Regions from separate parts of the Bos taurus genome. Here region 2 is linked to region 1. Evidence: chromatin contacts called from public Hi-C data. All regions are on one chromosome and are shown on one strand. Each heading gives the region's core, a stretch centred on a gene start, on an enhancer-like site or on the middle of the called end of the contact. The rest is flanking DNA. Distances are from core to core; before and after follow the strand shown. Region 1 holds the start of ELF2 (E74 like ETS transcription factor 2). Region 2 overlaps ELF2 (E74 like ETS transcription factor 2).

What was found. Hi-C and Micro-C count contacts between places; a contact is called where the count stands out from the background.
Region 2: a Hi-C map of skeletal muscle shows a contact between it and region 1, with 3 times the contacts expected there. The contact joins the enhancer-like site here to the promoter of ELF2 in region 1. A contact is called at or near these places in 3 of 11 Hi-C or Micro-C datasets (liver, skeletal muscle and an unstated tissue).

The regions. Positions count from the first base shown.
Region 1 is chr17:18,472,029-18,477,543 of ARS-UCD2.0, forward strand. ELF2 (E74 like ETS transcription factor 2) reads left to right here and starts at 2,817. Exons shown (of 10, transcript NM_001191138.2): 1 at 2,817-3,054.
Region 2 is chr17:18,534,991-18,540,505 of ARS-UCD2.0, forward strand. The region is part of intron 4 of ELF2 (E74 like ETS transcription factor 2); the gene reads left to right. Among named protein-coding and RNA genes, the nearest start is that of NOCT, 63 kb to the right of the region's middle. Within about 2 kb of position 2,906, at least 1 of the 102 cell types and tissues checked has an H3K27ac peak or open chromatin away from gene starts, as enhancers often do. A contact at or near this core is called in skeletal muscle, where this site is marked.

The DNA.
Region 1 (5,515 bases), core at 1,567-4,066:
TGGTAGGCTGCAGTCCACAGGGTCGCTAGGAGTCGGACACGACTGAGCGACTTCACTTTCACTTTTCACTTTCATGCATTGGAGAAGGAAATGGCAACCCACTCCAGTGTTCTTGCCTGGAGAATCCCAGGGATGGGGGAGCCTAGTGGGCTGCTGTCTACGGGGTCGCACAGAATCGGACACGACTGAAGTGACTTAGCAGCAGCAGCAGCAGCAACATACATATAATCTTATTAATATTTGGTCTCTAAATATACAGACCAAATCTGTTCCTAACTTAGAAATCAGGGCTTGTTGCATACTCCTTAATATGCCATGTTATGGTCATGGAGATACAGTAGTACTGAATATTAATTCCTTACAAATATAAAAAATGGACAATAGTGAACTTATGCTCAGGCGCTTAAGTCCTATCCAATTCTTTGTAACCTCATGGACTGTAGCCCGCCAGGCTCCTCTGTCCATGGGATTTTCCAGGCAAGAATACTAGAGTGGGTTGCCATTTCCTACTCCAGGGAATCTCACCAACCCAAGGAATGAACCTGAGTCTCCTGCACTGCAGGCCAATTCTTTACAGTTCCCTTAAGTGATAGGCTATTTTACAGAAAATAGGGCATTAGAAATACCGTCCTAGAAAGGATGCTGTTTATAGTATCCTGTTTAATGGGTATGAAAGATTTGAATGTTATAGGGAAAGTCGCTCAGTCGTGTCTGACTCTTTGCAACCCATGGAATTCTCCAGGCCAGAATACTGGAGTGGGTAGCCTTCTCCAGGTGATCTTCCCAACCCAGGGATCGAACCCAGGTCTCCGGCATTGCAGGCAGATTCTTTACCAGCTGAGCCACAAAGGAAGACTTGAATGGGCTTTATAAATTCTTTAATTTAGAAAAGTGGCAAGAGTCGCTGTTTTAAAACTCAGGAATCTATAGAACTTCATCAGAGTTTAGAGGATCTCTTTGACCCTATTTGCTATACAGATTTCCCCTATGTTTAAAAGCAAAAATCTCTTAAGAAAAAAGTACCCAGAGTTGCTTTTTCAGATAGGAAAGAATCCCCTCACAACCCTCTTGGCTTCCCAGTAAATATACAGGCATTATTAGCTTTAAAAAAGAGAAGATCATTAAATTCCTCGCTCTTCAGAGACTTCTATCAGAGGGCCTTCTGCGATTCTTTTAAGTTTGAGCCTTACTGTAGCGTTATTTCCACGGTTCCCACGTTACTTTCAAGAACAGCTATCTCTTATAATCCTCAGGGTTTTTCCCTCGTTCAGGACTGACGGTGGAGCCTCAAAAAGAGTTAAGACTGGAGCCGGGAAACGAACCTGCTGAACACTGTGACGGGTCCATCGGAGTGCGGCTGCAGGAGCCCGGGAGGGGACCAGAATCGGTCCCCATGCGCACTGGGACAGTCTCGGTTCTTTGTTGAATAAATACAAGAAAATGCGGCGGCGGCCAAGTGTGTTGGTGGGGGAATACGTTGAGGCGTTTATACGCATAACTGTGCGTAAGAAAGATCATTAATGAGGCGCTACAAACGCAGGACAACCCTGGGCACCGTGTCATTGGCTTTTGTGTACTTGGAAGCGCGTGAGTGCCCTGCTCAGAGATTCCTCTTTGTGTGAAACGGGGGAAACCAGAAGCTTGCACCTACAACTGGGTTTTCATTTTTTTCGAATTCGCAGGGACTCAAATACTCCCGCATCAACACTCTCCCGCATTTCCGCACCGACAATCCTCGGACTTCAGTTACTTGTCCGTCCGTCGCCGACCAAGCGAGGAGCGACAATGGCTCGGTGCGGACACCCGCAGCTCCCCGGGGCCAGAGCCAGGGGACGGCCCGCCGCGCTCCGCAGCTGCGCGCTGAGCCCAGCCGCCCGCCCGTCAGCAAACGCGGGCACCAACCGTCGCGCGGCCCGGCCGTTGGGCGGGTGGTAATTTCTGGGAATGGGGCGGGGTCCGCAGGGTACAAGGCCGGACGTTTGCAGGCTAGCGGGAGGAGGAGGAGCGGGCTGCGCGGAGGGGCGCGGGCAGGGAGGGGCGTGGCTCCACGATGGTCACTGGCCGGGGAGGCACCGGGGGCGGGGCCGGCGGCGCGCTCCTGCCCGCCCGCGCCCCCGCCTTCCACTTAGTCCAGGCTTGGGAGTGGAGATGCCAGAGACCCGGGCTAGGAGTTTTCACAACCTCCAACCCTCAGTGACTGTCAGGCTGCCCGAGGGCCGAGCCGTCCCTGGAGAAGGGCGGGAGTCCAGAACTTGGGGATGGGGTGACAGCCCGGGCCCGCGGGGGCCCTCAGAGAGGGGCAAGGGTGTGTGAGTGCGGTCCGGGCCGGCGGCCGCTGCAGGTGCACGCGCGGCCCCGCTGCCCCCCACGCGCCGGCCCGCGTTTGGGAGCCCCCGCGCCAGTCCCGGGCCCTGGTCAGAGTCGGGAACAGGCTGGCGAAGCGCCGAGCAGGAAGCGGGACAAGTGGCGAGAGTCTTTACCTGAGAAGGCGGGTTTGAGAAGTTGGGGGGCTACAGGGCGGGCGAGATTCGAGACGGCCACGGAAGCATGTTGGGCGGGCTGGTGTGGGTCGAGGGCGGCGGGGCCCCGCGGGGTATAAATAGCCGGCCCGGGTTTGACAGGCGCGGCGGTGACTGGCGGTGCCGCCGTACCCCCCCTCCCCGCCGCCGCGTGGGGAGGGGAGGAGCGCTCTGAGCGGGCGGGGTGGGGGAGGCGGACTCGAGTGTCCTGGTGGCGGCGGCAGGAGGCCGAGGGGGAGGAGCCGAGGCGGGGGGTGGAGGGCGGGGGCCACCATTGCTCCCCGCGCCGGGCTCAGTGTCGCCGCCGTCGCCTCGGCGGTTGGGGGGTCGGTGGGGCGGCGCGGGCGGGGGGCTCTGCGCGGGGCGGCGCGCCGCTGTTTTGTCTCCTCCTCTCCCAGTGGAGCGGCTCGGGCAGCCGGGGAGGCCCCGGCTCCCTCCGGACGCCTGGCCAACGGCGGCGGCGGCGGCGGCTAGTCCGCGGCCCTGCCGGGAGGGAAAGAGACGCGGCGATCTTCCTGAGCGACGCGGAGAGCAGGTAAGAGCGCGGGCCGCCGAGGCTGGTGGGAGGGAGGGAGCGCGGAGGGTGCGGCGAGAAAGCCTTGCCGTCCCGAGTGCCACCGCCTCCCTCCGCGCCCCCGCCCGGCGCCTGTGTTGTTTGCTCCGGGGTTTGCGGAGGGTTTCCGGAGGCTGTAGCGGTGACACCGGCCGGGAGCTGGGAAAGGGGGCTGAGTGCCCCGGGGCAACGGTTGGGGAGCTGGACTTGGAGAAAGGGTAAGGCGCGCGGCGCGCCCGCCCGCGAGGAGCGCGGGGCGCGGAGCAGGGCTGAGGGAAGAGGTTACAGACCCCGGCGGGGGGGATGGGCCGCGCGCAGCTGGTCTCGCTGTGTTTACATCGCCGCGCGAGTCACCTCTGCCGAGAAGCGGACTGAACTGACCCGCCTTATTCCGAGAGGAGGCCAGGGCGGGGGTCCGGCCCTAGAGGAAACGCGTCCTGGGAGGGTCGGGTAAGGCGGGAGGCGGCGGCCGGCGCCGGGGCAGGGCGGCGAGCCCGGGGCGGGACCTGGGCGGCTGCGGCCGCGTGGGGTGGCGTGGCCGGCTGGAGAGCAGTTTCCTCCGCCGTCGGGCCTCCTAGCCGCCTCTTACCTTTCCTGCCCTCTGCTGCTAGCTGGCACGGCAGGTTGTACTCGGTCATTCTTTTATTCTCTCACTCCACACCGGCCCCCTGCTGCCACTTCCCCCTGTTCCCGCGGGAGTGGGGAGGCTGGGCTCTGACAGGAATCTGTTTTTTAAACAAAACAAAAACGGGCTCTGTAACACGCGCGTCCAGTGACCGCCTTATGGAGCCTCTCTTCGCGAAGCTGGCCCTCCGGGACCGTGTTCCTGGGTATTGGAGGGTGGGGGGGACGCGGCAAGAGGACGGTGAAGGCTTGGCTAGGGCTGGAACTGACTGCCTGAGCAGCTTTGCGAGCTGGGCAGCCGAGTCCCTTCTCTACTTGAGCATTTTTATTCCATGTCAATAGAGGACGGAGAAAATACTCCATTACCCCAAGAGTAATCTAGATTGAATAGTTTCTAACGTTTCTCATGTGCCAGCATCCTGGGCTCTTTTTTTGTAGGAGCTAGCTACGCTGCAGAATAGCCTTTAAGTTCATCGTACTTCATGAAAGAAGAGGTGAACACTTTATTGTACAACTATGAATTTCACCTCCTATCTTGTGTTCATCAACATTTATTTCAACTGTGTGGTTTAAATTTTAATCCAGTGATGATAGAACAGTAATCTGGTGTTTAGTAATCAGATTTGCCTTTCTTTTTAACTGTGAGTCTGTATCGTGAGGTAAATTATGCACTTTGTCTAGTGCTGTGGTCACAGAATAGTGCCAGAATGCACAGAATAATGTCTTCTTTACCAAGATAGGATTGGATATTTGAGTTTCAGAATTTCTTCTTTTCTTCAGAAGGTAGTATGACTTTATATAAGACTGGAAGCTAATTACATTTAAAGGGGTTTAGGAATAAGGTTTAAATATGATGTAATAGTTTACAAAGTGAGTTTATATGAATATTACTGAGATATCTTCTAAAAACATGAAGTAGAAAATTCATATATCTTGGGCATTTGAAATTGGACAGTTTAATGTCAGTATTTTTTTAAACTTAGTGACTTGAACTAATTGCTTTGTTAAATCATTACTTTTCCATTCAGACATATATACTCATTTACAAAATAATCACAGTAGGTTGGAAAGAATTTGTAACTTTGAGATTTTTATATCCTAAGTAGATAGATTGGAACTGTGGCTGTGGTAGGCCCTTATCATTGTTGATGGCTTTACCTGCTCACAGATTGTACACTAAGGTTTATTGTCGTTGATGATAGTAACAGCTTTATTGAGATATAATTAACTTACCATTCAATTCACCAATTTAAAGCGTACAGTTCAGTGGTTTTTAATATATTCACAGAGTTGTGGAACTATCACCATAATCAATTTTAAAACATTTTCATTATCCCCAAAAAGGAACCTCATACCCATCAACTGTTACTCTCCATTTTCCTCCAAAACCCTCAGCCTTAGGCAAGCACTAATTACCTTCTGTCTCTATTCTGGACAAATTGCATAATGGAATCTTACAGTGTGTAATCTTTCATAACTGCTTTCTTTGACTTAGCATAATGCTTTCAGAGTTCATTCATGTTGTAGCATGTGTCATTTCATTTCATTTTTATTGCTGAATAATATTCCATTGTATGGATGGATATACCACATATTATTTATCCATTGATTAGTTGATGAACATTAGAGTTTCTACTTTTTAGCTATTACAAGTAATGCTGCAATGTACATTTTTGTACAAATTTTTGTGTGGATATGTTTTCATTTCTCCTGAGTATATACAGTTTTTTTAAAAATTAGTTTTTTGAGTTATTTAATACCCCAAATTAATTCTGGATGCAAAATTTAATAATTCGTTAGTAAATATATTGAGTTGTTA
Region 2 (5,515 bases), core at 1,656-4,155, 63 kb after region 1:
TTTCTCTTAGACATTATTAAGATGAATGAAGTACAGATTTTTATAATGGATATCCCATATTCTCCACGTTTAAATTCAGCATTTGGTTATAACTTTTACTTTTTAAATCAGCCAAAATATATGTCTTACTTAAAAGGAATGAACAATTAAAGTTTTTTAATTTAATGTAAATACTTTTCATATGTTTTCTCTAAGACTGAGTCATGATAATAAGTAGTTATCCTCCAGGAGTTTTTTAAGAGTATATTTGAACAAAAGGAATTATTCATTAGCCAGAATTTAGAGATTTTCTTATGATTAGATGAACTTACAAAAGATAAACCCAGAAAGTTTTATATCAAAAAGAAAAGAGTTATGTCTCTAAAGCAGTTAGCAAAAAAGGAATTCTTATTATGCATGTTGTTTGATGCAACTTTTAGGAGAATCTGAATCCTGTTTTTGTTTTGTTTTTCATACCTTTTTTTCCTTCAACTTAATTCTCATAAAATAAAGACTTAGAATAATAACTTAAAATGCAAAATTGTTTTGAAGAGGGAACCAAGGATTTGGGTGAAGAGGAGAAAGAACTCAAATAGTTAGCATAGTTAGCATCTACTTGGATTTACAGCAGTAAGCTGTAGCCTTTTGGTTTGGAAAAAACAAGGCTGGCAGAATAGCATTTGTTTTTGTTTTTGTTTTTTTTTAGCATTTGTTTTTAATTCAATTGCTACATTACATGCCTCCTTAGGAGACCCTTAGAAGTTCCAGTTATCTTCTTGAGATAAGAAGACACTGATTATTATGTCTAGGCTTCATCTACAGGCTATATTCTGGGAAGAAAGGCCTTCACACACAAAAAAAGAAAGAACTTTTGGTGAACCTCATCCTTGGGAATAAAAGTAAGGGGCATTCAGTTTACCCTCTCACAAAGGGAGTCAGGAACTGTAAATTAAAGACCACTATTGTAAGATAATATAACCCTGTGTTTAATTTTGTTGTTACCTTTCGTTTTTCAGTAGAATTAATAGCAAGCACTTCAACAAAAAGAATCCCTAAATACTTGTTTTTGGTGGCTTCAAGAAATTGGGATGCCGCTGAAAAACTAGTTAATTCTGCAACTAATCTAAAGGGAAACAGAATCCCCAAAGATAGAATAATTGAAAGGAGAAGAAAGCAAACTGAATTTTCTTTCAAGGAAAGAAAAGAACGTGAGGAGTTGCCTTGGCTTTGAGACCATTTGTGGGGTTATTCAAGACTGCCTGTATTGCATGTAGCACTTTTTTAATGTGGACTAGAGCAAGAAATATAGCCTTGACTGACTGTAAAGTAACTTGCCTCTATTAGGGAAAATATATATTTAGGAAAAGAGCTCTTTATAATGTACAGAGTGTTGTGAGGAGGAGACAGCTATTAGCTCCTGTGATAGAAAGTTCATATTTTAGCTGAGCCTGGGAAGATAACTCTCATTTGAGAAGTGTTAAAAAAAAAAAAAATACAGTGACAGTCATTAGAGTACATATAGTAGGGAAGACTTTATTCAAGATTTGGGGCTGGGTATTGTAAGAAGCCATCATTTATACCCTTTCCTCCCTTAACCTCCTAGTCCATTACCAAATCACATCAGTTTTACCACCAAAATGTATCATAAATCTAACAATTTCTTTCCAACTTTATTGCTACTAGCCTAGTCCAACCTGTAGTTATTTTTTATATGAGCTATTATGATGACCTTTAGTCTTCCAGTAGATCTTGTTTCCATTCCTGCCTGCTGCCCCCTGCCCCCAACCCTAATCAATTCATTCATGTTGATTTTAAAAATATATTTATAAATTGAAATGTGATATTCCCTTCCTGAAAAACCTTTTAGTGGGTTCTGACTGCACTTAGGATAAATTTCAGGTTTATTTATTTGTTTACTTGGCTGTGTCAGGTCTTAGTTACACCACTCGGGATCTTCCTTGCATCATGTGAGACCTTTTCTAGTGGTGTACAGACGCGGACTCTGTAATTGTGGCTTTTGGGCTCAGTAGTTGAGGCAGTTGGGCTTCGTTGTTCTGGGGCCTGTGGGATCTTAATTCCCTTATCAGGGATCGAACCCATGTTCCCTGCATTGCAAGGTGGATTCTTAACCACTGGACCACCAGGGAAATCTCAATATTCAGGATTTTTAACATGGCCTTCAAGACACAGAATAGTTTGTCTCCTCTCATCCATCTAGAAACAATAACAACAATAATAGCAACAAAACCCAAAACTCTAATATTAATATATCTTTACTATATTGCCAGGAATAGTTCTTAGGACTTTATATAATAGATTTAATACTTTTAGCAACCCTAGGCTGAATAACCTTTCTAAAGCTAGACAGCTATTTAAGTGGTGGAACAAGAACTTAAAGGCAGATGATAAATCAGATGGTAAGTTAGCTAGGGCTCCAAGGCCCAAGCTCATAAGCATTATACTCGGATGAATTACCCAGTACCCTTACCCCAGACATACACATACCTTTCCTTTAAATCAAACTTTATCTTCCTAGGGTGCTCACATATGCTGTTCTCTTTCTGGAACATATTACTTTCCATTTTTTAGCTTTTAATTCCTGGGCATCTTTCAGATATCAGTTTGAAAGTCACTTTCTCAGAGAGAGGATCTTTAGCTGATACTCTTCAGTCTCAGTTGTGACAGTTCTGTTATTTTGTCGGAGACTCCCATTCCTTTTTTCTTTTTTGATTAGCACCTACAAAACTTATGATACAATAAACTCCCATGATAAAGTAATAAGTAATTCTAAAAAATTCAAATCACAAACGTGATTTGAAATTTGACATTATTGTGAATTTAATAAAATGACCCGAGTCAGTCTGTGTGGATGAGGAAATGTGTGTGTGGAATTCAGAATAAGGTATCCAAATCAGTCTAAGGTCAGACTTAGGTGGTTTGGTGCCACCTGCTGGTATTTGTGTTCTCCAGTGACTGTTGTTAGAGAATATAGAGTGCAAGATGGGTGCCAACTCCCAGTTAAAATTTATCTGAATTCATGAAGTTTTACTTTATTATATTTATATTTATTGTTTAATCTTTTCACTTCATGCTTCATAAAGCCAGAGACCATATCTGTTGTGTTTACTGGTATTGCTCAAAGCCAGGCACCAAGTGGGTTTTGAGTAACATATATTTGTTGAGTGAATGAATCAGAAAACGTCATGAACCAGAACAGAATTTCAGAAATTTTGTATTTTATTTAGAAGCTGATAAGTAATGTAGTTTAAACTGGTAAGTAATGTAGTTTAATTAGGCTTCATAGATGTATATGGTTGAGAGAAATGAGCCTAGAAAGATAGAGTGGAACCAGATTTTGGTGGCCTTTGAATAAAATAGCTGTGTGAAACATGATCTGAAGAAGATGAGAAGTGAAAAGAACATTTATTTTAAGTAACTAGAGCATACTAAAATAATATAAATAGAAAGTATGGCGTCCAAAGTACTAAGTTGGGGGGTAGGTTAGGGAATAAATTAAATTTTTAACCAATCTAACAAAAAAGCAACAGAAGAGGGGGAGGAAAAAACTATGGAAATACAAATCATAAATCCAGACAGTAGAAATAGTCCAAAACATCAATTATATTAAAATTACCAATTGTGATCTTAACATAAGTCTGCTATTTTTAACATACACAAAACAAAATTTAATAAAAACAATGGAAAAACATGTTTTATCAGAGAAATACTAACCAAATAAAGCTAATGTACTAAAATAGAATTCAGAGTACAAATTAACTGGGCCAAAGGCTCTCAAACTGCTAAGAGGAACATTCCAGAAAATATAACCATCATAAACTTATATGCATCTAACAACATAGCCTTGTAATATCATTTAAAGTAAAAACGTTTAGAAATTCCCTGGTGGTCCAGTGGTTAGGACTCCTTGCTTCCACTGCAGGAAGATCTACTAAGATAACACAAGCTGTGCAAGCTACCACCAAAAAATAAAGTAAAAACTTAAAGAATTACAAGGCTGAGTTGATGTGTCTACAAAACTGGGACTTTAAAAACATCTCTGTCAAAATTGACAAATTAAGCAGACACAAAATTTAAAATGACATCAAAGAACTGAAACACAGGATTAACAAATTTGATAAACTAGAGATATATAGAACATTGTACCTAACTAAATAAAATACAACCTTGTATATTTTTTTCCAGTTATATTCAGGTCAGTTTTTAACTGTTATAGCACAGTCTCAACAGTGACTGTCATAGCAGAATCTCAACAATGTCTGGAAACATCGGTATCATTCAAAATACACTATTTCAAACTTCCCTGGTAGTCCAGTGTTAAGAATCCACCTGCCAGTGCAGGGCACATGGGTTCAATCCCTGGTCCAGAAAGATCCCTCAAGCAGCAGAGCAACTAAGCCTGTGCACCACAACTACTGAGCAGCTTAACAACAACAACAGATAGATTTTAAAATTGCTTAGAAGGTTCATCAGGGTTGCTTTGTATACCAGAGCAATGAGACAAAAAAAGATCCCATTCACATGGTTTTAAACATTTAATTAGGTACAGGTATATGCAATACCTGTATGAAAATAAGAACTTTACTTTATGGAGCGACATAACTAAATGAAGATATACACAACTTCCTTAAGAAACAATAGAAAAACAGACCAAACCGATTTTATTGGTTCCTTTAATCTTTAACCCATAATAAACACAGGGAAAACTGGACATGGTAAAGCTGTTAATTTTTCCCCTGTTAATGTATAAATTCAATACAAGTCCAGTCAAAATTCTAAGAGGACCTGTTTTTGGTGGAATTGACAAACTGTTAGATAGAGATCCAAAAGTAGTCTATACTGCAAACGAACAAAATATGTGATACTTACCCTCCTATTCATAAAATTTTTCAATGTGATATTGGCCCACAGATGAGTAGTTGGGTAGAATAGAAGATTAGAGAGCCCTGAAACACAGTAAGCATACATTTATGCCTGGTATATAATAGAGTGGGTTTACAGAAAGGAAGAATTATTCAATAAATTATATTAGGACAGCTAGCTTTTTATAGAAAAGTAAAATATTAGTAGATCCGTGTTTCATACTTTTATTTATTTTTTAATTGATTTGTTTATTCCTCTTTACCCCTTTTATTTATGTAAAAATCCAATTTTCCTCCCTCATAGCCATCAAATTTAATTGGATTAATGGTTTTTTTTAGTATATTAACTGTATATATGGACATGAGTTTGAATAAACTCAGGGAGCCTAGTGATGGACAGAGAACCCTGGCGTGCTGTAGTCCATGGGGTTGCAAAGAGTCGGACATGACTTAGTGACTGAACAACAACTGTATATATATCTGGTTGTATAAACTTAAAGTTTATAGAAATGGTATTATGTATCTTAGTCTGTTTTTTAGTAAGTCTGTTTTTACTATTCTTAATACCCATTCATGTTGCTTTGTATGTATCCAATCTGTTGTTTTTAACTGCTGCACAGTTCTTCCTGATAGACATCTGCCACATTTTATTCTCC